Regions from separate parts of the Mus musculus genome. Here regions 1, 2, 3, 4 and 5 are each linked to region 6. The links are chromatin contacts, called in public Hi-C and promoter capture Hi-C maps. All regions are on one chromosome and are shown on one strand. The core of a region is the stretch at or near the end of the contact, and the rest is flanking DNA. Distances in the headings are between cores, read along the strand shown. Region 1 holds the start of Tm9sf1 (transmembrane 9 superfamily member 1). Region 2 holds the start of Tinf2 (Terf1 (TRF1)-interacting nuclear factor 2). Region 3 holds the start of Sdr39u1 (short chain dehydrogenase/reductase family 39U, member 1). Region 4 holds the start of Nynrin (NYN domain and retroviral integrase containing). Region 5 holds the start of Dcaf11 (DDB1 and CUL4 associated factor 11). Region 6 holds the start of Dad1 (defender against cell death 1).

Evidence for each region. Promoter capture Hi-C pulls out the DNA fragments that hold promoters and counts their contacts. Hi-C and Micro-C count contacts between places; a contact is called where the count stands out from the background.
Region 1: a promoter capture Hi-C map of pre-B cells shows a contact between it and region 6, with 3 times the contacts expected there. The contact joins the promoter of Tm9sf1 here to the promoter of Dad1 in region 6. A contact is called at or near these places in 5 of 39 promoter capture datasets (the SN4741 cell line, erythroid cells, liver and 1 more) and 1 of 9 other capture datasets (liver).
Region 2: a Hi-C map of B cells shows a contact between it and region 6, with 7 read pairs. The contact joins the promoter of Tinf2 here to the promoter of Dad1 in region 6. A contact is called at or near these places in 3 of 39 promoter capture datasets (hippocampal neurons, liver and pre-B cells), 2 of 484 Hi-C or Micro-C datasets (B cells and rod photoreceptor) and 1 of 9 other capture datasets (liver).
Region 3: a contact with region 6 is called in a promoter capture Hi-C map of hippocampal neurons, with 3 times the contacts expected there. The contact joins the promoter of Sdr39u1 here to the promoter of Dad1 in region 6. A contact is called at or near these places in 3 of 39 promoter capture datasets (hippocampal neurons, liver and pre-B cells).
Region 4: a contact with region 6 is called in a promoter capture Hi-C map of cranial neural crest. The contact joins the promoter of Nynrin here to the promoter of Dad1 in region 6. A contact is called at or near these places in 1 of 39 promoter capture datasets (cranial neural crest) and 1 of 115 datasets of contacts at active chromatin or transcription factors (microglia).
Region 5: a contact with region 6 is called in a promoter capture Hi-C map of pre-B cells, with 2.1 times the contacts expected there. The contact joins the promoter of Dcaf11 here to the promoter of Dad1 in region 6. A contact is called at or near these places in 3 of 39 promoter capture datasets (cranial neural crest, liver and pre-B cells) and 1 of 9 other capture datasets (liver).

What each region holds. Positions count from the first base shown.
Region 1 is chr14:55,640,910-55,645,324 of GRCm38.p6, reverse strand. Tm9sf1 (transmembrane 9 superfamily member 1) reads left to right here and starts at 1,954. Exons shown (of 5, transcript NM_001360063.1): 1 at 1,954-2,731; 2 at 3,737-4,358. The coding sequence starts at 2,387. It also overlaps a transcript of Tssk4 not described here.
Region 2 is chr14:55,679,548-55,683,644 of GRCm38.p6, reverse strand. Tinf2 (Terf1 (TRF1)-interacting nuclear factor 2) reads left to right here and starts at 1,828. Exons shown (of 9, transcript NM_145705.3): 1 at 1,828-2,255; 2 at 2,334-2,420; 3 at 2,556-2,645; 4 at 2,743-2,850; 5 at 2,938-3,034; 6 at 3,189-3,630; 7 at 3,715-3,779; 8 at 4,040-4,097. The coding sequence starts at 2,064. It also overlaps a transcript of Gmpr2 not described here.
Region 3 is chr14:55,898,910-55,902,903 of GRCm38.p6, reverse strand. Sdr39u1 (short chain dehydrogenase/reductase family 39U, member 1) reads left to right here and starts at 2,672. Exons shown (of 6, transcript NM_001082975.1): 1 at 2,672-2,714; 2 at 2,984-3,090; 3 at 3,175-3,257; 4 at 3,599-3,720. The coding sequence starts at 2,699.
Region 4 is chr14:55,852,111-55,856,271 of GRCm38.p6, reverse strand. Nynrin (NYN domain and retroviral integrase containing) reads right to left here and starts at 2,157. Exons shown (of 8, transcript NM_001040072.1): 1 at 1,846-2,157. The coding sequence starts at 2,043.
Region 5 is chr14:55,558,044-55,562,182 of GRCm38.p6, reverse strand. It overlaps Dcaf11 (DDB1 and CUL4 associated factor 11), which reads right to left and starts at 2,154. Exons shown (of 15, transcript NM_133734.3): 1 at 2,062-2,154; 2 at 741-973. The coding sequence starts at 895.
Region 6 is chr14:54,252,599-54,256,984 of GRCm38.p6, reverse strand. It overlaps Dad1 (defender against cell death 1), which reads left to right and starts at 3,056. Exons shown (of 3, transcript NM_001113358.1): 1 at 3,056-3,353. The coding sequence starts at 3,143. It also overlaps a transcript of Abhd4 not described here.

The DNA of each region.
Region 1 (4,415 bases), core at 705-3,204, 1.4 Mb before region 6:
GCAGAGGCAGGCGGATTTCTGAGTTCGAGGCCAGCCTGGTCTACAGAGTGAGTTCCAGGACAGCCAGGGCTACACAGAGAAACACAAACAACAAATGTAGCACAGTGGCTCACCCTGAGACCCCTTGCTGAGGCAAGAGAATCGCTGTAGGTCTGAGGCCAGATGAGGCTGCCGAGACCCGTCTCAATAAAACCTCCAATTAACCAACCCCAGAACCCGATACTCAGCCCCTTCTCTTCCTGAGGTACTGCCGGTTTAACAGTCCTTCCAGCAGTAGTTTGAAAAATGGTCCCAGAGGAAGGTGGCTCAGAGGCTAGCAAGGTGGTTGACATGAAAGAGTATGGGGCCTCTACATCAAGAAAATGATGGAAAACAAAGAATCAGGAAACAAATCAAGGGAGCTTGCGATTTGAGAGGTGCTAAGAGAAGCTTTGATTTCTGGCTTCACTGGGTAGGTCATCCAAAGAAAACTCCAAAGCATCTTAAGTTATTCCTAACCACAGAACTCAGTCAGGCCTGCCTCAGTACCGCAAGCCTTGCACACACTTGCAGTCCCAGCTACTCGCGAAACCGAGGCAGGGCTATTGCTTCGGCAGCAGTTCCAAGGCCAGTCAGGCAACACAGCAAGACTGACTGTCTTGAGGAGGGCAAAGGGGTCAAAACAAAAGCCACTGTGTCTGGCTCAAGCCTAGCTTCCTAGACTCTAACCGCTTCAGGACAGTGGGTGGATCAGAAAAGAACAGTCGTAGGAGTGAGGAAAGAATGGCTGCTTGTGATTTCTCTCAGTACTTGCTTCCGCCAGAATAGAAAAATTGAAGTCAGCTTCCTTCCGTTTGCTCCCATGTTGCCAAGTGAAAGTCACTGTTCAAAAGGGGCAGAGCCCCTTCACAACAGCTTGAGCCAGACAAAAGTAACGCGTTCAAAGAAACCTGCAAAGTTAGGGAGAAGTCCAAACGTCCCACAGACGAACTTGGGAACAAAATGACGGAAGTGAGATGGTACCTGTAAGCTCTGAAACTCTGAAGGCGGAGACTCAAAAGACCCCGGGTTCGAGGTCTGCAGGGACTCCACATTCAAAAAACAAAACAAAAACCTACTTCCGATCAAAAACCGCGCTGTCGGGCTGGTGAGATGGCTCTGTGGGTAAGAGCACCCGACTGCTCTTCCAAAGGTCCCGAGTTCAAATCCCAGCAACCACATGGTGGCTTACAACCATCTCATAACGAGATCTGACTCTCTCTTCTGAAGTGTCTGAGGACAGCTACAGTGTACTTACATATAATAAATAAATAAATCTTAAAAAAAAAACGCGCTGTCAACCCGCACAACTTGCAGGGTGAAATGGCAAACTGTAGGTGCACCTCACCTACCTCCCGCATGCCTGTTGCCAACAATAACCGGTCCGTGCCTCCAGAAAGCCTCGGAGGGGCACCTTTACCAAGGTGTTGGAGGCTACAGGTCCCTGGCGTGGGAACGCGGCACAAAGCCCCGCCCCGCCCAGGTTAGGGACAACTTTCCGCGTCCGGGCCGACCTCAGCAGCCGGGGGCGGGTGCCGCGCTCCCGCTCCCCAGCTGTCTCTCTCCATCCTAGAGAGGACAGCCCAGCCGCGCGAGAGCCCGTGGGAAGCCGCCCGCGACACACCGGCGAGCATCGCGGAGCTCTTGGCTCAGGAGAAGAGCCTTCCCGCCTTCCCGGAGCTGAGGTCCCCGTCGGCGAAGGCGGAAGTGGTAAGACTGACGTGTCCGGGCTGCGGTGCTGCTCGCCGGGACGACCACTGGCATCGCTCGGTGGCTCGGGGAGCGAGCATCGTGGAATCCGTGGCCGGGCCGGATTGCGGGCGAACCAGAGCTCTTCCAGGAGCATTCGAATGAGCCGAGGGCGGACGCCGGCGACGTGGCAGCAGCCGCGGCAATCAGGCGCAGCGGCGGACAACCCGGAGGAGGTCCGTCGTCAGGTCCTCCGCAAGCCTACCGCTCCGGCGCCGCTGTCTGGAAGACCGGGGCAGAAGCCCAAGGGCAGCTACGGGGCCCCGTGAGGCCACTGGCGCCTCTTTGGCCAGCCGGTACCTCGCAGTGAGGACCCTGGAGCTGCGGCGAGTGCCCCTTCCGTAGCAGCGAGCCCGCCGGGCGTTGCTATAGAAACGGGTTGGCACGCGCAGCCCCGGGCTGGGGAGGCCTAGAGGCGTGAACCCTAGGTTGGGAGTACTATTGAGTGCACGCCAGGCCCCGTCTTTGGGATAGATAAGTTCTGTGGTGTGGGGATCGGGAGGCCGAAGGGAGGAGGTGGAGCCAATGGGCACTTGAGAGACCAGAACCGGGTCATCATGATTTGATTCCTAGTTTCTGTAACCACGGGATTCCCCCAACAGGTTCTGCTGCCTTAAGGATGACAGTCCTAGGGTACCCTCGAAGTTGGAGCTGCCATTGTTTGCCAGTCCTGATACTGTTGCTGGGCATAGGCCATGGGCCATGGGTGGAAGGTGTCACACACTACAAGCCCGGCGACCCTGTCATTCTATATGTCAACAAAGTGGGACCCTACCATAACCCTCAGGAAACTTACCACTACTATCAGCTTCCAGTCTGCTGTCCTGAGAAGATCCGCCACAAAAGTCTTAGTTTGGGTGAAGTTCTGGATGGGGACCGAATGGCCGAATCTTTGTACGAGATCCGCTTTCGGGAGAATGTGGAGAAGAGAATTCTGTGTCACATGCAGCTCAGTTCTGCACAGGTCAGCTGCTCTCCGCGGTACATATCACTCAGCCCTCCTTGCTAGGGACTAAGGGTGCCTTGCATCTATGGTACCTTTATGGAAATTATGTTTGGACTCCAACTACAACCCCGTGTACTTGCTTAGATGTTCCAAACTGACTTTTCAAGATAACATGGATCCAGAGATGCAGAGCGGGGAGCTTAGAGCCTAAGGCTCTTCGCTGTCAGTAATAGGTCCCAGAGTCCTGTGCAAGTCTCTCTCCTTCCGTACATGCCTCTGTTTTTTTCCATGACTTTTTTTTTTACTTTTTAGCCTTCCCTGTTACTTTTCTTTTTTTTCCTTTAGCAAATTTTGGAACTTCTTAATTCCAGTCTTTTTATACTTTGCTCCATTTATTTTTCTGAGACTTTATCCTAGCAAAGAGATCCTTGTTCTTTTTTGGGGCTAATATACCAGAATCAGTCAGTGAGTCTCAATGGAAAACAGTTTTGTACCTAGGTACTTTGGCAGTGTATAAAGACATTTGGTTTGGTTGGTTTAGGGGTTTGTTCTTGTTTTGAACATTGAGATAAGGTCTTACTATGTAGCCAAGGCTAGCCTCAAACCCAATAGTAACCTTCTAAGTGCTGGGATAACAGGTTTGTTCTATACCAGATCTCTACCCATCAACTAAGATAGGCTTTCTCTATGTAACAACAGCCCTGGATGTCCTGGAACTCTCTCTGTAGACTAGGATGGCCTTGAACTCACAAGAGATCTACCTGCCTCTGCCTCCCCAGTCCTGGGACTAAAGGCGTGCACCACCGTAGCCCATCTTGGAAATAATTTTGATTGTCACAGCTCAGTGGTACTATTGGTATGTAGTGTGTAAGGATCAAGGATGCTGACCCCTGCCATGCACAGATCAGTATCTCCCTACAACACAGAATTAGCCAAACCAAAATAGGAGTACCGCCAAGTCTTCAAAACCCTGTTTAACTCTGCGAGGCTTTGTGTAACCGACTCCTGGCTTGTTCTTTACAGGTGGAGCAGCTGCGCCAGGCCATTGAGGAATTGTATTACTTTGAGTTTGTGGTCGATGATTTGCCAATCCGTGGTTTTGTGGGCTACATGGAAGAGAGTGGCTTCCTGCCACATAGCCACAAGATAGGCCTCTGGACACATTTGGACTTCCACCTAGAATTCCATGGAGATCGAATTATATTTGCCAATGTTTCGGTGCGGGACGTCAAGCCCCACAGCTTGGATGGGCTGCGGTCTGATGAATTGCTGGGCCTTACTCACACTTACAGTGTGCGCTGGTCTGAGACGTCAGTGGAGCATCGGAGTGACAGGCGCCGAGGTGATGATGGAGGCTTCTTTCCTCGAACCCTGGAAATCCATTGGTTGTCCATCATCAACTCCATGGTGCTTGTGTTTTTACTGGTGGGTTTTGTGGCTGTTATTCTAATGCGTGTGCTTCGAAATGACCTGGCTCGGTACAACCTAGACGAAGAGACGAGCTCTGGCGGCTCTAGTGACGACTTTGACCAGGGCGATAATGGCTGGAAAATTATCCATACAGATGTCTTCCGCTTCCCTCCATACCGTGGTCTGCTCTGTGCTGTGCTTGGTGTGGGCGCCCAGTTCCTGGCCCTTGGCACTGGTGAGGGGATATGAATTGCTCTCAGGGTAGCAGATAGGTCATTAGAAAAGTTCAGTG
Region 2 (4,097 bases), core at 579-3,078, 1.4 Mb before region 6:
TTATAAGGGACAACTTTTAATCAGGGTTGGCTTACAAGTTCAGAGTCTCAATCCATTATCATCATGGCAGAATGCATGGCAGTGTCCAGGAAGGCATGGTACTAGAGAAGGAGCCAAGAGTTTTACATCTTGTTCCAAAGGCAAACAGGAGAAGACTGGCTTCCAGGCAGCTAGGAGAAGAGTCTCAAAGCCCACCACAGTGTCACACTTCTTCCGACAAGGCCACATCTACTCCAACAAGGCACACCTCCTAATAGTGCCACTTACTCTCTGGGCCAAGAATATTCAAACCACCCCAGAGTTATTGCTGAATAAACTCGCCCCTTTTTAGTTCTTTCTGACTTCTGTCCATCTGGTTCAACTCAGCTGTTCTGGCTCAAACTCTTCTCCCAGCTGACTAATTCAATCTGGCTTCTCTGAATTGCTGTTTGACCTCAAACTAACTTTAGCAATCTTTTCTAATCTTCTGGCTCTTTCTCATGTTCTTACTTGTTCTGTCTTTACCTGTGCATGCCCCCCCCCCCTCTGTAACCTCCATCCCAGGAGACTTAAATCTTCACCTGCCCTCCATGGGCACTCCACACACATGGTTCACAGACATACATTCAGACAAAACACTGGTCCACATTAAATAAAAATAAAGTATCAAAAGAGTTAAATTAATACATGATAGCTTTAAAAAGGAAATTAATTTCTCAGCTTTAAAAACAATGTGTAACTAGATTGGACTTCTACCCAGAACCATGCAAGCAACAAGGGAGTAAAGTATTTACAGTACTGAAAACAAGGGGGAAAAAAAAAAACCCCATCTCACGCCGGGATTTAGAGGTGTGCACCAGCACACTCTGTGGGAAAATTCTTTAGAAAAAATGAAAGTGGGGCTGGAGAGATGGCTCAGCGGTTAAGAGCACCGACTGCTCTTCCAGAGGTCCTGAGTTCAATTTCCAGCAACCACATGGTAGCTCACAACCATCTGTAGTGGGGATCCAATGCCCTCTTCTGGTGTGTCTGAAGAGAGTAATGTGTACTCATACATAAAATAAATAAATCTTTAAAGAAAAAATGAAAGTGGTAAGGTCAGAAATGACAGAAAAAAATATGAAGAAAACCCACTTCAACATTAACATCCAGTGTAGTACTTTGGTACTGGGTCTGGAAAGGCTCTGAATACTGATCTGGAGAACCAAGGCAAAGTGTGAGCCATGAGTCTGGGAATGGAGGAAACCATTCAAATAATGGGCAGGTTTCATAAAATTCCTGCAAGGTGGGCAAGGCAGATAATTAATTTAAGCAACAAAGTAAAGCTGTACACAGTGTGCCCGGTTCTGTCCTTGGGGAGAGCAAGAAGAGTCAACCCACTAAAGGACTCCATCAAGTTAGTGCTCAAAAGAAACTTGGAAAAGGAAGCCCTTAAATATTATAAACTACACGAAACAGCAAAGATGTGGCACAGAAAAGCATAAAACGGCTGTCATCCTACTGTCCAGGAGAACCCTGACTAGCCCTAGGATATTTCAAACTATATTCGTTTAGGCACCGGCGAGTCAGGACAGGAGGGCGGAGTTACCACTCAGGCCTGTGTTTGGTTTTTTGAAACGAGCGAGCGCCCTCTTCTGTTTCGCGAGAGGAATGGCAGAATTTTTCCTGGGAGCGGCTGGCGGCCCGGGAAGGGCTTGGCAGACGCTGATTCAGACACCTAGGTTTACAGCTTGCAGGGGTGATGGAGAGTGACGCTAGGTCGTACGTCACTTTCACAGTGCAGGGGACCTCGTGACGTCACAGCTCCCTCCGCGGCCTCTTCCGGGGAGGGAAGCCGCGCGCCCAGGCGGAAGTGACGTACTCCTGCGTTTCCCTCAGTGGCGGCATTTTAAGTTTAGTGATCTGGACAGGTTGATACACTTAAGTCACCGCCTGAGAGGAGACTGCGGGGTTCCCGTGGCTCCGCGAAATGGGCCCAGCTGGTCCGCCGACCTTCCGGTGCAGATGAGAGAAGCGGGGCTCCGCCTACGGGAGCGTCCGGGAAGCCTGGGTTGAACGAAAGGAGGAAAGGGCGCCCGCGGGCCATGGCCCCACCTCCAGGGGTAGGTCCCGCGTCTCTGCGGTTTGCTGCCGCCGCCAGCTGGCTGGTAGTCCGCCGTCGCCGCGTAGAGCACTTCCCGAAAGTGGTGGAGTTTCTGCAGTCCTTGCGCGCTGCTGCCCCCGGCTTGGTTTGCTACCGGCACCATGAACGCCTGTGTATGAGCCTAAAGGCCAAGGTACTAGAGAGAAGGACGTCTGGTTGGGACTAAGATCGGCTGGAAAAGGGTAGGTGTTCTGAGCCCTGTACCGTGCAGGTGGTGGTGGAGCTGATCCTGCAGGCGCGACCCTGGGACCAGGTCCTGAATGCCCTGAAGCATCACTTCCCAGCAGAGTCCAGAACAGTAAGTACCACTGGACCCCGAAGCTGTGAGTGCTATCTTGGGCAGACCAAACTCAGGCCTGATGCAACCAAGTTGCCCCTGGGTCCTAGCGACACCTCCTCACCCAAATTTTCCTGTCTTCAATATCCTCAACAGACAAAAGAAGACAGGAAGCTTTTGGAGGCACGGGAAAATTTTTGCTTGCTTGTGAAGCACCTGTCAGAGGACCCGCCTTCGAGCCTGCAGGTGAGAATGGTTGGTTTGGAGGATGTTATGGGATTCCTGTTTTGTTTTGTTTTGTTTTCTAAAATTCATCTGACCTGCTTCACTTTCCCACATACAGGAACTAGAACAAGACTATGGGGAATCCTTTCTAGTTGCCATGGAAAAGCTGTTGTTTGAATACTTGTGTCAGCTAGAGAAAGCACTGCCTCCAGTCAGAGCACAAGAGGTTGTTGAGAAAGAAACACTTTAAGGGCGGAAGGCTGGGTGGCTTCCCCGAGAACTATGATCTTCCTATCTGTCGCCTTGCCCACAGCTTCAGGATGCTCTAAGTTGGAGTCAGCCGGGCTCGTTCATCACTTCTTCGGTTGCTTTGCACCAGTATGGTATGGACATGGGGTGGACATTTCCAGGTAAGAGGATCAGCGGAGATAACTAGCAATTTGGAGGTTAGTGTTTAGCTCTACCAAACCTGAGTCAGCCGAATGGAAGTTATATGGGCCTGTAACACAAACCTGAGTTTTAACCTAGTTCTAATTTTATAAGGCATCTTATTTTATCTTTCAGAGAGCTCTACTTCTGGCTCAGGGAATCTGATAGAGCCCATGGAAGAGAGTCCTCATCAGCAAACCAGGCCAGCATTCCACAGTCCTCTGCCTAAAGCTAAGCTTGGCCCTCACCAGCCAGCTTCACTGGAGCACCCAGAACACTTAGCTGGCCACCGCTTTAATCTGGCCCCTTTGGGAAAGCGAAAATCCCGATCACATTGGACATCGGCAAAGGCGTGCCATAAAGAGCGGCCCACAGTCATGCTACTCCCATTTAGGAACATGGGCTTACCAGCTCAAGACTTATCTAACCCTAAAAGCAGGGAAGAACCCGGTGCGGCCTCAGCAGCTTCTGTGGGAACAGAGCCAGTCTGCACGGAGGAGGCTAAGACTCCATCTCGGCCTTTGGGGAAAAGGGCATTAGAGGAGACCCCACCTGACTCACCGGCTGCAGAGCAGGAGTAAGGGTCTCTTCTCCTTCCTTAGGAATACTTTCCCTGCCTGCTTCCCTTCTTCACCCAACCTTTCCTTTGCCTTCACCTCAGGAACAGTGTGAATTGCGTGGATCCTCTAAGACACTCATCACCGCCTCTTACAGTCAAGAAACCAGGTAAGCTTTGGACCAGACGGCGTTGGGACTTTCCAAGGCCTGTGCTCACCTAAAAGTGGGTCTAGGTTTTGTTTCTGCTTATTTTTTTCGAGACAGGTTTTTTCTACATAACCCTGGCTGTCCTGGAAATTGATATGTAGACCAGGCTGGCCTTGAACTCAGAGATCCCCCTGCCTCAGCCTCCAGAGTGCTGGGATAAAAGGTGTGGGCCACCAAGCTAGGCTAAGAAAGAGGTTTTAATTGTGGTTTCTTTCCTGCAGTGCTGTCCCCAACCCCGTGTAGCTCTGTTATTACCATAGGGGACTTGGTTTTGGACTC
Region 3 (3,994 bases), core at 1,423-3,922, 1.6 Mb before region 6:
TAGCTGAAAAGAAAAGACTCACCCTGCCTGTGGGCGGCACCATCCCATACGCTAAAGTCTCAGACTGACCAGAAGGGAGAGAGCTGCACACTCACATTCATCGCTCTGTCTCCTAACTAGACACCTCCAACTCTGGTCACCGTGCCTTTCATGCCATGATGAATGGTAGCTTGTCTATACAAACAAATCAAGATGGGAGGACACCACCTGGAGGCAGGCACAGGATGAAAACCGAATTGAATATGGAGAATAACCAAATTATCAAAAAGGGAGTTATTCTAGGGGTCCTTCAAATGAAGAATGGATAAAGAAAATGTGGTACATCTACACAATGAATACTATTCAGCTATGAGAAATGAAGACATCATGAATTTTGCAGGCAAATGGATGGATCTTGAGACTATCATTCTGAGGGAGGTAACCTAGTCCCAAAGGGACATGGGTGGTATGTATGCACTTATAGGTAGATACTAGCCATAAAATACAGGATGCCCATGCTACACCCCACAGACCCAAGGAGGCTGGGCAGGAGGGAGGGCACAAGCAAGGATGCTTGAGTCTCATTTGGAAGGGGGATTGGAATGGTCATGGAAGTCAGATGGAGCGAGGGAACTTGGTGGGAGAGGGAATGGGGAGGAGAGGGAAATTCAGGATTGGGTTGGGGAGGGGCAGGGGAGATGGCCCGATGACCATGAGAATGAACGGAAATCTGCAACTAATCGGGGGAACGTAGTGGCCATCTTCAGGAAGAAACAGAAACCTGGGATAAGGGAGGTGCCCAAGAATGAATAGGGGCATCCTGAACACTGGGGATATGGAGCCTGGAGAGGCTGCCTGCTATGGCCAGGCAGGAACTCTGGTGGAGCAATAAGGACACCAACCCACCCACAAAACTTTTGACCCAAAATTTACCCTGTCTACAAGAAATGTAGAGGGCTGGTGAGATGGCTCAGTGGGTAAGAGCACCCGACTGCTCTTCCGAAGGTCCAGAGTTCAAATCCCAGCAACCACATGGTGGCTCACAACCATCCGTAACAAGATCTGACTCCCTCTTCTGGAGTGTTTGAAGACAGCTACAGTGTACTTACATATAATAAATAAATAAATCTTTAAAAAAAAAAAAAAAAAAAAAAAGAAATGTAGAGATTGGGGATGGAGCAGAGATTGAGAGAACAGCCAATCAGTAACTGGCCCAACTTGAGACACATACCATGGGCAAGCACCAATCCCTGACACTATTGATACTCTGTTATGCTTGCAGACAGGAGTCTAGCATGGCTGTCCTCTGAGAGTCTCCACCCAGCAGATGACTCAGACAGATAAAGACACCCACAGCCAAACAGTAGATGGAGCTGGGGACTCTTATGGAAGAATGTGAGGAAGAATTGCAGCCCCTAAGGGGATAGCAACTTCACAGGAAGACCAATCGAATCAACTAACCTGGACCTTTGGGGCTCTCAGAGACTTAACTACCACCAAAGAACATACATGGGCTGGACCTAGTCCTCCCTGCACATAGGTAGCAGATGTACAGCTTGGTCTTCCTGTGGGTCCCACATAACTGGAGTGGGGGCTATCCCAAAGGCTGTTGCCTGTGTGTGGGATATGTTTTTCTAGCTTGGCAGCCTTGTCTGGCCTCAGTGGGAAAGGATATGCACCAGACACCAAACTTGGTTCTTAAAGTCCCAGAAGACAGTGTGGTTTCTACTCAAGGCAAAAATGCAGCGTTTCTTGTTTGGTTTCAGACCAGGATTATGCCCAGGGACTGAGGCAAATATTTTACATTTTTACATGTTTACAAAGCAGACATGGCCTCCAGATTCTCCCATCATCCCTCAGACCCTACCTGGCATACCTTGCCTCCAACCTTGAAGTTTCCAGACCAGGGGCCTGGCTGCCCTTCCTCAAGAGGCTCTTCCCTATAAAATTCAGACATTTTGTGCTCTCTCCCTACCCCCTCCCCCATCTCTCCTTCTCCCACCCCGTGTCTCTCTCTGCTCGGTCGCCCTTTCTCTCTTTCTCCTCTCCCCCACTCCTCTCCATGGTGAGTCCCCTGGCCTTAATCCTTGGGGCCAGTTAACTCCCAATAAACCTGCCTTTAATGTAAACTAGTCTGGCTTGAATCGGCTCATTTCACCAGCGGTAGAGAAATGCCTATCATTTCTAAAAGGAAGGGAGAAAGAACAGTAATTTTGGCTGGGCGATCAATCAAAATGATCTACAACTGGGCATTAGACTTGGTGAACTATGTGTTCCTGGAGGGCCCTGAAACGGATGAACTGGGAAGCAGGGCACGGGTGGGATGCACGCTTGTGAGAGCCTTAGCTGCGGAAGCAAGGACAAGAGTGCGCACATGAACTGGAGAAGAAACTCTGACACCCTCGAGTCCTGACAGAAGGAGGCAGAACAGTGAGAAAAGATGAAGAAGAATTCCACAGTGCCCGCCCCCTCCCCACGCCCAGCGCTTCGCGGTCTAGAGTTGTTCTTTAGGAGCGGATCCTTTCTGCACTTCGTCCTCCATCTCTTTTGCGTCATCCACCCCTCTTCCCAGAGAAATTTATGGTCCTTCGCTATTACTATAACTCCTTCCGGGTCGGGGGAGGGTGGGGCACACCTAGTACTGAGATTCGCGTGAGGTGAGGCTCGTAGTCGCGTCCGGTGTTTAAATCTCGCGCAGGCGTGCTAGCTCCCTGTCGCTATGCGGGTGCTTGTAGGTGAGGGAGGGCAGAGTGGCGGGCCGGCTTAGGCTGTAGCCGAGAGCTGAGAAAACAGGCCCACAGGGTGCAGTCTCCTAAGCAGGCAACCTAGCCTTGGTTTCCCAGCCCCAAAAGCTGAATCTGTGCGACCCTGTGACTTTTGTCACCTCTGCATCGCGGGGTGGGTTGGAGAGGCCTGATGTCAGATGGGGACCGCACCCAAAGGGGCCGCCAGCAGATGACCTACCGCCACCCCGCTGAGTAAACAGTTTGTGCTCCCCCATCAGGTGGCGGGACGGGATTCATTGGGACAGCCGTAACCCAGCTGCTGAGAGGCAGGGGCCACGAAGTTAAATTGGTCTCCAGACAGCCTGGCCCGGGTCGAATCACGTGGGTAGGTCGAGCTTCTGGAAGGTGGGTGGGAGGGCAATTTGCGCGGGAAGGACAGTACCAGCCGGCACTGTACTTTCTCCCACAGAGTGAACTCAGTGAGTCGGGGCTGCCCCTCTGCGATGTTGTCATCAACCTGGCTGGAGAGAATATCCTCAACCCTCTGCGAAGGTCAACAGGGCCATAAAGCAGTTATCACCTGTACAGGGGGGAGAGAGGGTCGATGCCTGTGACCCGTGCATGGTAGACATAAACTTGTGCAAGTGTCCCCTTAAGCCTTTGGAGCCTGTTATATATCAGCGTCTACTAAAGCCCAGTGTTGTGGATAAAGAGATATAGCCCATGCCTATTGGGGGCCGGGGGAGAGAGTCCTATCTTCTTAGCCACCCCGAGCTATGCATTAAGACAGGCTTAGGACAACAGACTTACTGGGAGGGGAGCCGGATGAGTGGGGAGGATATGGTCTAGGTGCATGTCTGCACTTTTGACCTTTTCTTTCATTTTCTCTGCAGATGGAATGAAACCTTCCAAAAAGAGGTTCTTACGAGCCGCTTGGATACTACCCACTTGCTAGCCAAAGCCATCACCGAAACTGCGCACCCACCTCAGGCTTGGATTCTAGTCACAGGTGTAGGTACGCTCCCAAATCACCAGCCTCTTACATTAACGGAGCCAGGGAGAACAGAGCAAGCAGTTGAGGCACTTGGGGCTTGCACCCGAATCACAGGTCCTTCCCAGGGTCACTGCCTAGGCCTCCAGCCTTGCAGGTTCTTCCTGACCCAGATCTGTACTGTCACAGTCTGGTCTTTATGGGTGTGGAAAGGCAGAATGGGGGTGTGGGGTACTTGGCTAGAGAGCCTTTATTGGGAGCCCTCAGAGAAAGAGGTGTGGTACGGGTCCTAGTGCGC
Region 4 (4,161 bases), core at 908-3,407, 1.6 Mb before region 6:
TAGTTACTAACAGCAGCACCTAACTTCTGCCCCGTGTTGTTCTTTATGTTTTGCCAAAGTATTTGAGCAGGCATTCTTTCAGTTGGCCCTCACAATTCTTACATGAGAAGAGTGTTATTACATTGTTTCACAAATGAGGAAAAAAAGTTTCAAGATGGCTGAATTATTAGACCAGGGCCTCTTCAAACTATGCTTCTCTATTTGGGCTATGATATGGAAACGTGTCAAATCCAGACCTTATCCTCCCCACATTCCACTGTCCCTTGCCCTCACCCCCTCCCCCTCCTTTTCTTCCTTCTGTCCCCACCAAGAAAGGAAGTTACCCAGAATCCCTGCAAGCTGTTCCCACCTTCAACAATGCCTCTCTCTGGGGCAAAGAGGGACACAAGAGGAAACTGACAGAGCCCCTGGATCCACTTAGCAGGGCTTGGAGTGAGAAACTCAGGGGTAAAAAACTATAGCCCAAAGAGGCTGTGATGCTGACAAGCTTGAAGCTGACTTGAAGTTTAAACAAGAAACACAAAGTGGAGCATCTCAAGCAGTGCTCTTCAGGGGCCCAGGGGGAGTAAGTGGCTCAGTGGCAGAGGGCCTCTGTGGTATGCACAGGCCCTGGGTTCAGTCTCCATCTTTAGGGAGGCCCTGGTCAGCTGATTAGTTCTCCATGAAGGCTGAGCTGTGGTACTTTAACAGTAACGGAAAAAAATTAAGAACATAAAGAACCCAAAAGCCTCTTCTTAGCTTATCCTACACCAGCCTCTGAAACTAAGGGGCCCTGCACATCTGTTCTCTGGGCAGACACCTCTCCCCTCCCCCAGCACCTCTGTCAGAACTGGAAAAGTGCTGATGCAGCAGCTTAATGGGCGTGTTTAGGGAGAAATTTCCCAGCCTCCCCTTCCTTCTGCTGGCTGTGTTCCGGGCCTCCCCTACCTAGGCCCTGACCAACTGAGATGTGGGTAGAGCTTCAGCCAAAGGGTTAAAGACTAGCTTGTATCCGAGAGAAGGGAGTCCAGAGCATTCCTACTGGAGAAGATAAGGGAATCTGAGGGAGTAGGGGGCCCTTGGGTGTGACTGAACCAGAGGGAGGAGCCCAGGCAGAGAAGCCAAGATGAGCGTAAAAGGGACAAGCTGCAACCTGGCCTCTCCAATATCCAGCTCCATACAGCAGGCCCTTTCATCTCAACGTCCATGATTCCCTGGCATCCCAAGGCACTGCCTTCCAGAACAGATGCATCCTACTCTGCCGGCAGGGTCCTAGGTTCTACAACCTCCACCAACCTACTCCTTCCTGACTCTGATGACTGAGGCAGACCCTCACCCTCTCTCTCTCTCTCTCTCTCTCTCTCTCTCTCTGAGTCCTACTGCTTCGTCTATAAACTGCCAACGCCACTCTACAAGTGTCTCTAGGGCCCTCCTCTGGTCCCAGTACTCAGAGAAACCGCCCAGGATTTAAGCAGACAGAAAGAACGGAGGCCTTCCAGTGTCTTGGTGAGAACAAAGACATATGTTGCAGAGGCCACAAAAATGCAGGCCCTTAAACTGATCCCAAGATGGAAAATCTGGGCCTGTTTCTGACCAGAGAAGGCTGGTAGAAAGAGACTCTCAGCAGAGGTTCTCTCAGCACACTTAAAGGACAGAAGTGACATGTAAGAGAGGGGTGGGGCAGAAGGGAAAGAAGGAAGCAGAGGGACAGAGCAGGGGCCCCGCAGATCTGGAGGGAGGGAGGCCCAGACCCTGCAAGCCAAACAGCAGGACAAGCTCAACACCTCTGGGGACTCTTGACTGTTCAGGAGAGAGGGAGAGGATCTGACTAGGAGGGAAAGGAAAGAACAAAACGAAGCTGTTTACCTTGGCTTTGCCCGTATTTTCCCGGGGCCCCTCCAGCTGCAGCCAAAAGTAAGGGGTGTCAGGACGGCTCTGGAAAGCGGTCACCTTGACCCTGAAGATGCGCTGGACTTGCAGCCGCTGCCGGTGTACCCGGGGCTTCGATTTTGTCTGCACCATGAACCATTCCTGCGCTGGGGGTTTACCCCCCGACAAAAGCATGGCTGTCCCTCCGGCCCCTGGAAAGCGTGAGAAGTGTCACGGGTCCCAGCACCGAGGCCCCCAGCCACCTAGCCCTGCAGCCTAAGCCACGCCTCCCCTCCTTGAGGCGCGCCCCCCGCCACCGCCTCCCTGCTGTGGGTTCTGCGACCCACCCGCCAGCGCTCCGCGCCCGCCCTCCCAGCTCCGTCCCTTTCCGCCGCAGCACGGGAGACAAACCCTTCCTGCTAAGGGTTGTAGCTAGGGGTGGGACCGAGCGGATTCCCGCCGCCCTTCCTCCCCCTCAACCACCACCCCCTCCTCCCCTTCGACCTCGAAGCCAGGCCCCCTGGATAAACTCGCCTGAGCTGCTGGATGGCTTAAAGGGGCGCTGGAGACTGAGGGAGGGAAGGAGAGGAGGCTGGGCGGGAGGGAGAGGGCCAAACAGGGTCTTGGAAGCAACTGCCTTCCACCCAAGTTTTGTGTTCAGGGGTCAAAGTTCCTTCCTCGAAGGAAGGAAAAGGAAGGATTGAAGAGTTGATCTCTGAGACCCTGGTTTTAGATTCCAAGCAGTGTTCTACACACACACACACCACATACACACCACACGCGCACACACACCACATACACACCACACGCACACACACAAACACATCACACACACACACACACATGATCCTTGGTCGTCTGGACTTCCCTTGAAAACCCTTTACTACACCCATCTCTTTGTGGCAGGAAAGGGTTAAGGGAAAATGGGGTGGAGAGACCACAGAGGCTAGGGCCTGTAGAAACTATGGGCTGGAGACCAAGCAGGACGTAAAGGGTTACAGCTCTGACCCCCACCCCCACTCTAGTCTGGGGACCGCCTGGAACTGGCTCTAGGCCCAGGCCCTGCGGAAGCCCCCCAGGGCTGGAGGGGCAGGGGGTTAGCTGCCAGAGTTTTCAGGCTCGGGTTGTTTAGGAGAACCCCTTTTTTTAGCAAGTGTGAGTTAGAGTGTGAGGAGCCAGTGGGAGGTAGGGTCTCCAATCATCCTTATCCACAGCCATATGGTTGGCATCAGTGGTCCAAGACTAGCCCTGGGCTGGGGACACTCTCAAAACCCGAGCTGCCTTGGAGACATGCTCAGTACAAAGAACACTTTATGTGGTCTTGTAGCCTGAAGTAGCCTGGCACTGGGAAGGCACAGTCTGCAGCTGGGGCCTCGAGAGAACCTTACTTTCCAAACAAACCAAGAGTCACAGTCTGACAGACACAAGTATGACCTGACCCACGGGAACAAAGGACAGCTATTTTTTTTTTTAAACTGAGTCCTTTCCTAGGACATCGGTGTTACAGAGCCACCGATGTGTGTATGTATGCAGGCCAGTGGGGAGGTGCACGCTGTGCAGAAGGGGCCCAGGGGGAAAAGATTCAGGTTACTGCCAGACTAGACTGGATGGTCAAGCCCCACCTTTACAAGGTCTCATCCCTGGAATGGAATTCAGAGAAATAAAAGGTGGGTCTGTGGGGTTCTGGGTAACGAGTTCTTCAACCCTGCCCCTCCAGAAGGCTTTGAAGTCAGAGGCTGTCTGAGTGACCCCACTTCTCTCCACTTTCCCTGCCTTTAATTGTACTATCAAAAGGCAGGCTTGGCAGGGCACATCAGAAACTCCGGGTTTGCAGAAGGCTGAGCCCAGAGGCCCTGACTCAGAAGAGGATGGAAGGGTGTGCCTCAGTTTCCCTTCCAGGAGCAAGGGAGCCACACAGCCTCTCCCCACCCCTTCTGTTAGTGATGCTAAATTCTTTCTGCCAGGGCTAAAGATGTCAGGGAGAAGCCCCAGGTTTAATCCTATGTTCAAAGAGGCCATGCAGAGGGCAGAAAGAAGCCATGCATAAGACACTTCATAAACAGATCCTTTTAAAGCAACTTATTTAAACTTTTGTGCTTGGTTGCTTTAGCTCACAGACATGGGGGTAATAGTCCAAGGCCCAGGATGGACATCAGCTCTCACAGGTAAACTTACATAATTCAGGCAATGAATTACATACCAGCGTAGCTGTGTACAGTGTACTGCGACACTTGCTAACTGGTAGTCAGTCTCCTTTCCCAGATCTTGTCTTCCTCCCCATCTCAGCTCAAGCCAATGTGTCCTAGAGATTCT
Region 5 (4,139 bases), core at 905-3,404, 1.3 Mb before region 6:
TTATACAGTCTAGGACCCACATGGGAATGGCACCACCCACGCTCAGAGTGGGTCTTCCTGCTCCAATGAACCCAATCGCCATAATCCCTTCCAGGCCTGCCCAGAGAGGCTAAATAATCCATCCCGCCCAGGTGTGCCGTGTCCCCCAGGTGATTTCAGACTCTGTCCAGCTGACAACAACAACAACCCTCACAGCCGTCGGTGTAGGAACGCAACACAGAACACAGGGTCTGCAGGGATACTAGGTTCATCTTTTCCCAAGGAACCGTAGGCAAGCAAACAAAACGTTCTTAGTTCCTGGTGGTCACCCCCTTGAGGGCATTCTTTTCTTAAGAGCAGGGCTAGTAAGGCCGATGTAAACTTGTTTTTCAAGTAAATCCACATGGCTTCATCTCACATGGCAAGTGACTTAGCACCCCCTTCCCAACTCTTTTCACATCTCTCCTTTCCTCCATAATCCCTCTCCCTTCTCTCGTTTTATTTTCTTGGAAAACTGATGACATTTGTGTTGTCACAGCTGAAAAGGCTTCCCTTAGGAGCTCCTCAACTATGAGAGTTGTAAGAACCATTTTGGGTAGGGAGCCACGCAGAGTGTATGGACATCCAGCAGGGAAAGGTCGTTCTGTTCAAACACAACCATTGTCCTGGGACAATGCCATTCCCTATCCTCTGCACTTTTCCTGCCTGAAGTTGAGGTCAAGACATTGTGACACTTAGTGTCACAGCAGAGGGTAAGTTACCTGCGGAGGAGATAGGCCAGTACCTGGGCCAGATCCACATCTTCATCCTCTTCTTCCTCTTCCTCACTACGACGCAGGCCAGTCCCTCTTCGGGACAAGCCCTCAGAGGGTTCTAAGGACCCGGATCCGGCGCTGCTGCTGTTCCGTGATCCCATCTTCTGGTTACAGCATCCTTATGTCTTGCGCAGGGGCTGCTCCTGTCTCCAACTTGGGTTTGGTGAAAGCAAAGCCTGCTGTAGAAATACCAGGGTTTCCAGAAACGGGGCAGAAGCTATCTTTAGAGGGGTGACCCCTCCAGGAGACTGAGATTTCCTTCTCTTTAGCTATGACAGCTCCCAGGGTATCGGGAACATAAACCTTTCTCAATCCTGTGAAGCAAAGAAAGCCATATGAAACCTAGGGTGCAACCCTACCGTACTAATCAGAGTCCACGAAGAGGAATTTCCCATTTTCCTAACCAAACTCACCTATCAAAGTCCCCGGCCCGGGATGGCTGAATCCCAGATAACCTCTCCGACTGACCAATCAAAACCCCTTGCGGAAGAACGCATTTCACTAGCTTATCTCACACAACCAACCAGAGGCGTTAGAACTCAGACCCCCCCCACGCCTCCCTCTACTGACCAATCAGAGCAATTTCTTGCACGGGCCGGCAGCATCAACAGCCAATGAGGTTAGAAGTCAGCCTAACACCCCCTCCAGTTTAGCTTCACGCCCACGTGGTGCGCCGGGGGTGTGTACAACAGGGGGAGGGAAAATGGAGAAGCACCTCCCCCCGGCGTCTGGCGGTTACCGCCCCACGCGAGACCACCCACCAGCCAGGAGCTGTCGCAGGACCCGCAGGGGCGAGGCCCTGTTTACAGCGACTATCGCTGCGGCGCCGGCTAACAGCTCCTCAGTCGCGAGCCTCGTCCGTCACGCTTCTGGCGGCCAGGCCTGCTGACGTCACTCGACGCTCCAAGCAGTCCCTCCCCCTCGGCCCTCTGATTGGATAGCTGAGACCTGTGATTGATAGGTGGGCTGGGGAACTTGCTCAACCCAAGAGGGGCGTTTAGTCGTAGCGGACTGGAATTGGCTGCGACCTGCATTAGACGTAGCGGAACTAGACATCAAGTCTGCGAGGTGGTCCCTTAAGGTCGCTTGGCCTCGAGTGGTTTGTTTGTTTGTTTGTTTTTTACTGCGTGCCCAATCGCTCCTATTCCCTCAGCTCCCAGCAACCCCAGTTCAACCGTTTTCCCCTGGCTGTAGCGCTAGCGGCCTGTCGAAAGCAGTCCTCACTGGTGGGACCTGGGCCTCTCCACCCTGCTGTGTACACGCTTACCAGCGGGGGTCTTGTCTGACGACCCCTGGCTTCCTTTCTTGGTCTTTGCATACGCTCCCTAAGTGCCGCGGCCGTCCCCGGAGCCTTTCCGGTTGCCTTAGTGCGCACGCGCCCCTTGGGTCTGGGCTTTGCCGACCGTCCCTAGGCTTCTGTCGCTCGCCACCTCCCGTTGGTTTATGAGTAACTAGGGTGAGTCCAAGGCCAACCCTACCTTGTCTGGGATGGTTTCCTAGGCCAGAGAGGCGGGCGATGTCGGCCTTGGCCCAGAGGTGGGCCATCGCGAGGACACCTCAGCTCCCGGGGCGAGCATGTGACAGGTTCTGTGTCAGGTTTCCTGGTCTCTAGGCCGGAGACCCCAACATTTTCTCCCGATCCACGCAGGTTGTCACTGCCTTAAAATTCTTAACTGTAAACAAGCGCCCAGCATTTTGTTCTTTGGCTGGTCTCCATTAATTATGTGGACAGGTATTTCAAACATACACGGAACTTTCAGGATTCCTAGGTATTTGGGTTATTTGGCCTGGAAAGTCTGTAATAATTTTAGTATTTTTCCTTCCTTATTACTCTTCTAGTTCTTACAAGTTCTGTAGATATTTTTTAACTGATTACTTGAGGTTATTTTCACAGTGGCTGTTTTTCCACATTTCAGACTTCTTCCACTCCTTGATCTGCTCAAGTCTACTCTTAAAAGTATTTCGTTCTTAAGAGCTGACTGTTTTTTCGTTTTTTTATTACTTCAAATACAGACTTCCCAACCTGATTGTCTTTTTACTTCATTCGAAAATTTTGTCTGCCAATCAAATGTGCCTAGAAGTGCCTTATTTCTACTGGTACACCCTTTCAGAATGTCTAATCTGAGAGATGCTTTATCTTTTTAACCAGTCCTAGCCAGCCCTCATAGCCCTAAACTGTGACCTAGTGATACTGCTATCTGTAATCAAACTTGGACCTACATAAAAATGTATGTTCTGCTTAACAATCACTGATAATAGTGGGATACTGGAAATAAAAGAAATCCAAATATACAATAAGAGGTTGGTTAAATAAATTATGGTCAGTTTTGTACAGTTATAAAAATACCTGGTAGCCACTGAAATGAATTTTTTAGTGGGTTAGGAATATGTCTCTATGGGAGAGTGCTTGCTTGGCATTCTGTATATACTGGGTTCAGTGTATACATTGAACACACACACACACACACACATACACACCAAACAACAACAAAAACCCAATGTTGCTGCAGTTCTTCATAAAATAAAAATAACCGAGGGCTGGAGAGATGGCTCAGTGGTTAAGAGCACCGACTGCTCTGCTGAAGGTCCTGAGTTCAAATCCCAGCAACCACATGGAGGCTCACAACCATCTGTAATGAGATCTGACGCCCTCTTCTGGTGCATCTGAAGACAGCTACAGTGTACTTAGATATAATAATAAATAAATCTTTTAAAAAAAATAACCAAGTTTGGGCCAGTGAGATAGTGAGATGCTTCAGCAGGTAAGGGTGTTTGCTAGGTAATGGTGCTTACTAGGAAGTCTGGGGTTTTTGTTTTTGTTTGTTTGTTTGTTTTTCGAGACTGGGTTTCTCTGTAAATCCCTGGCTGTCCTGGAACTCACTCTGTAGTCCAGGCTGGCCTCGACCTCAGAAATCCACCTGCCTCTGCCTCCCAAGTGCCGGCATTAAAGGCGTGTGCCACCATGCCCAGCTACTACTAAGTCTTATGACTTGAGAGAGAATGGACTCCTACAAATTGTTCTCAGAACTCCTCATGCATACCTCCCTACTCACCCACACCCACCCAAAGAAGTAAATACAAATTTGAAAAATCCAAGCTCATTATGTGATTAAATAACAAAATGGATGATAGCTAAGGTGGAACATGAACAAAACATTATGATTAGGTCCAGAAAAGAGGCCTGTAAAATTTTTTCCTTATTATCGTTATATATGTGTGGATGCATGTGTGTGTAGTGTGTTTGTGTGTTCAGGTGTGTTCTGGTGCATGTGAACATGTGTATCAGTTGATGTAGAGGCTTGAAATGGATGTCTGGTGTCTTCCTCAAAAATTTCCAAGTTATTT
Region 6 (4,386 bases), core at 1,807-4,306:
GTTCTAGGACAACAAAAGCTCCCATAATCTGATAACCTATAAAATGTGGGTCCTTTTGGGAAAGGCTGATCAGGTGCGACTGGTATTAGGACTTTAGATTCTAGAACATATATGCAGAGAGCATTAGTATTCTGTCTCCACATGTTCCAAATAAGCGTTAGCATAGTTGTTTAGAAGGAAGAATTTCAAGTATATGGAAAATGTTCTTTATAACAAAAGTTATCCTAAGGTATTCCCAGAATTGATATAACTCAGGATTGAGTAGATCTTCTAGAATTATATACAATGAAATGAACTCTTGGTACCTACTCTAGACAGGCCTCTGGAGAGAAAAATGTATTCTCCCCTTCTTATCTTGAAGTCAAGACACATATGGAAGAATATATCCTATCTTAAAAACATATCTTTTAAAACATACATGATTTGATACAAAAAGAGTACATAAAGTACTGTACTTTTTTTTATTTTTTTTCTGGTTTTGTTTTGTTTTTGTTTTTTTTTTTTGAGACAGGGTTTATCTGTGTAGCCCTGGCTGTCCTGGAACTCACTCTGTAGACCAGGCTGGCCTCCAACTCAGGAATTCACCTGCCTCTGCCTCCCAAGTGCTGGGATTAAAGGCGTGCACCACTACTGCCGGGCTGATAATATAATTTCTTAGGAGAAAGAATGGAAGAATCACAGAGTATGCCCCCTCTACTCTCCCATATCTTATATTGTGGAGCACCTTAGTAATGAAGCCTCTAAGGTCTTCTCTGACTTCTGATTTGACTTAAAACCCAATGTGTCTTTGCCAGTCATCAGATTTACAGTGCTAGCATCATCTTTTGCATGCCCAAAGTATTGGAGCTTTGCAGTATGGCCGAGTTTTAATTATTTGGAGAAACAGAGGTCGTTCATGTCAGAATGAATAATTGTTAGCAAGTGCAAACATCTTCTGGGCATTTATCATGGGCTCTGGACTTTGCTGCTTAATGTTTGACATTATTTCATTTAACCCCAACGAAAACAGTGCTGTGATTCAGGTATTGTTATTTCCATGTCATGGAGATGGAAAATGAGACCATAGTGGCATATACCTGAAATTTCAGCACTCAGTAAGCAGAGGCAGGAGGATTGCAAATTTGAATCCATTCTGGGATACATAGTAATTTCCAGGCGAGGCTACATAAAGAAACCTTGTCAAAAAGAACACAAAGAAGGAAAGCAAGAATTAAATGTTAAGTGATCAGTCTCAAGTTAAGTAATTAGTAGTATGTAGAATCAAAGTTTAACACCCTCTTTGTCTGACTCTGGAACTTGAACTTTTATCTACTATCCCTCTGCACATGAGCTTTTTACACATAGTAATGTTCTGACTCACACTACTCAAAACCAATGACCGTATGAATCCCTATTGAGAGTTTAGTTATGTTCATATACTGAACACAAAACAAAACTTTTCCGTATTGTTAATTCAGGTAGCTGAGAAAATCTGGAGTTCAGAATGGCTTTGTCTTAGAATGAGTATGCTTGTCTCAATAAGTGATGTCTTGCATTGATTCTGTCTTCCTAGGGAACTCCTATGAAGATGTTAATGACAAAGATCAAAGGCTAAGACACTTCTGGAAGGTGCTGGGATGATGGCACAGGAACTTCTGGAAGAATTCATTACTGGATAATTAGAAACAGCCAGTTAGCCCATTTGGCCTTAAGTTGACGACCAGAGGAATCTGTTCTACTTGTGCTGAGACAGGGAGAAGGGTTCAATTGCAGATGCATTTCATATTATGTGGAGTAGGAACCCGTCTGGTTATCCTTCCACATCCCACCCACTCTACAGTAACACAAGAGCACAGAGGCTACATTTCTAGGAGTGCAAACTTCTCTCTTGTGAATATGGATTTACCTCTTTTAACAGACTAAGGCTTTCCAAAGACACGAGTGATTCACTGGAACCTGGGCAGGGCTATTTACGTCTTATTGGATTGTGGCGCTAAGTGTTTCCGGGCTAAATACAGATAACAAGCGACAGTAGTTCAGTTGCGGGTTTAGAAATGCTGCTCAACTAGTTAGGCAGGGCAGTTGGAAGTGTCTTAAACGCTGAAATGAAGTACCGGATTCTATGCGGGTAGACTTTTTAACTGAAAGATGAGATACTAGGTTTAGAAGGTCGGGTTATTGTGAACTTGTAATGGCAGTGCAAACCAGAAGGCAGAACTTAAGTTTTCTTCAGCTAAAACGCTAAAAAGCAGTTAATTGTACTTGTTAAAACCTCAAACTTTCAATTCTTTTTCTATAAAATGATTCAGAGGATCAGGTTGAAACAAATATGCTCTTTGGAGCCATTCAAGGAATATTATAACAATACCTGTTGTACAATGTCAGTTTGCTGCTGATCCTGACCCTTCACTCTACGCACAAGTGACTATCTCTCTTTTTAGACAGTGACTGATTAACCTAAAAATTCCTACAATATAACTACAGCTATTGGACCTCCTTGGTACTCAACGAGCGTTTGTTGAATGAATGAATACCTGCTGGCTTAGGTTCTTCGTGGGGCCCAGATTCAGCCTTCCAGTTCAGGATCCTGTAGAGGTCAACCCTCTCCCGCCAGTGTAAACCGGCGCTTGGCCCGTATAAGCATAGTTCTCACTGCGGAGGAACTTGACCTGCTCTAATGATCGGTCATAGGCATCTGAAGATAGAGCTTTTAAGAGAATTAGGGCCAGGCAGGTTAAGTCCCTGGACCGCCAGCTTGGTCTCTAAGCAGATTCCCAAGCTAGACCACTGAGGGGGATCAAAGAGAGCCGGAACTCTCTGGGAAGCGTCTCTGTCCGCTGTTAAACCTCTCCCCTTGTTCCGGTCACAAATCTCGTCGCCAGAGCAACAGAGGGCGTCAACAAACGCAGGGCGGAAATAAGGCTATAGTACACGTCTCCAGAGGGGGAGATAGGCCCTGCGCAGGAGCATTAATTTATTTCCGTTTGTAGTTCTCAGTCTGGGTATGCAGCCTGTGTCTGCGCATTAATTGTGACGCACCAAGGCTGGCCTTTACGCCGGAGCCAATTGGCCCGCCGGTGTGGGCGTGGCTAGGGCCCGCTAACGCGCACGCGCGAGCCACATCGTCTGTGGTCGTCCGGTATCCGAAGTCCCCGTGTTCGTCATGTCGGCGTCTGTGGTGTCCGTCATCTCCCGGTTCCTGGAGGAGTACTTGAGCTCCACTCCGCAGCGGCTGAAGTTGCTGGACGCCTATCTCCTTTATATACTGCTGACCGGGGCGCTGCAGTTCGGCTACTGTCTCCTCGTGGGCACCTTCCCCTTCAACTCTTTCCTCTCTGGCTTCATCTCTTGTGTGGGCAGCTTCATCCTAGCGGGTAATGATTCTGTATCCTGGTCATAATGTCCCACTTTGGCGCGCAGCTTCGTCCTCACGGTACCCTTTGGTAGTTTGTAGAAGGCCGTCGTCTGTGAAGTCACGCTTACTTCTTGGGATCCAGGAAGCAGGCTCAGAAATGTCACGTTTCTAATGCCTAACAGGAGTTGAAACTGAATATGTAAAGAAATAGTCTTCTGGTGTTCGTCGCAATTAATACTTCTCTAAGGAAAAATATCCTACCTTGATGAAACTTTAACACAAATTTAAAGTTGGTAGAGCTTTAAATTAAAATGCCAAGCTGAGACATTTCTATCACTTTGGCCTAATCCCTACTTCATCTAGGAGAAGACTTTGGTGATAGTATAGGAATATAAATATTAGTGACTGCTTGTGAGGAGGCAACCCAATTGATGCTGGCTTTTTAGTTGCCCCTACTTATTTCTGTGCATAATTTATGTGCTTTTTCTCTTTACCCTCAACTCAATTTTTATTCACACAATTGTGTATTAGCTCTTCTTTCTTCTACACATTTAATAACCTTACAGACTTCCAGGTTTAATGAGGATTGCCGCCATGGATTTCATCTGAAGTCTGACTTTTCTTGCCCCATGGAACTGAGAGAATACTGGGAACAGGTTTGGCTTAGGAATGTTACTACCAAATGTATCATGGTCAGTCAGCAGTGTTTTGGGGGTTTATTAGCAATTGTTTTCCTCAGTGAATTACAGCTGGTTTGGGCAGAGACAAAATATAGCATTGGACTTGTCTGGAGACTTGATTTAGTGTCTTAACATAAACCTCACGTCACATGTACACATTCACATTGCTAGGTCAGGCCCACTGGGAACAATTTTACTTTTCAGAACTTAAATAGGCCCCAGCCGACTTGTGCCCCAGTCAGAGCTAGAGCTGCAAAGTCAGCTTATTCAGTGGTCATCATAGTGTCTTTGGTTTTTGGTCCAGTTTCTGGAGGCTACACCCTAACCATCAGGATATGTTAGCACCATTAGCCAGGTCTGACAAACCTCTCT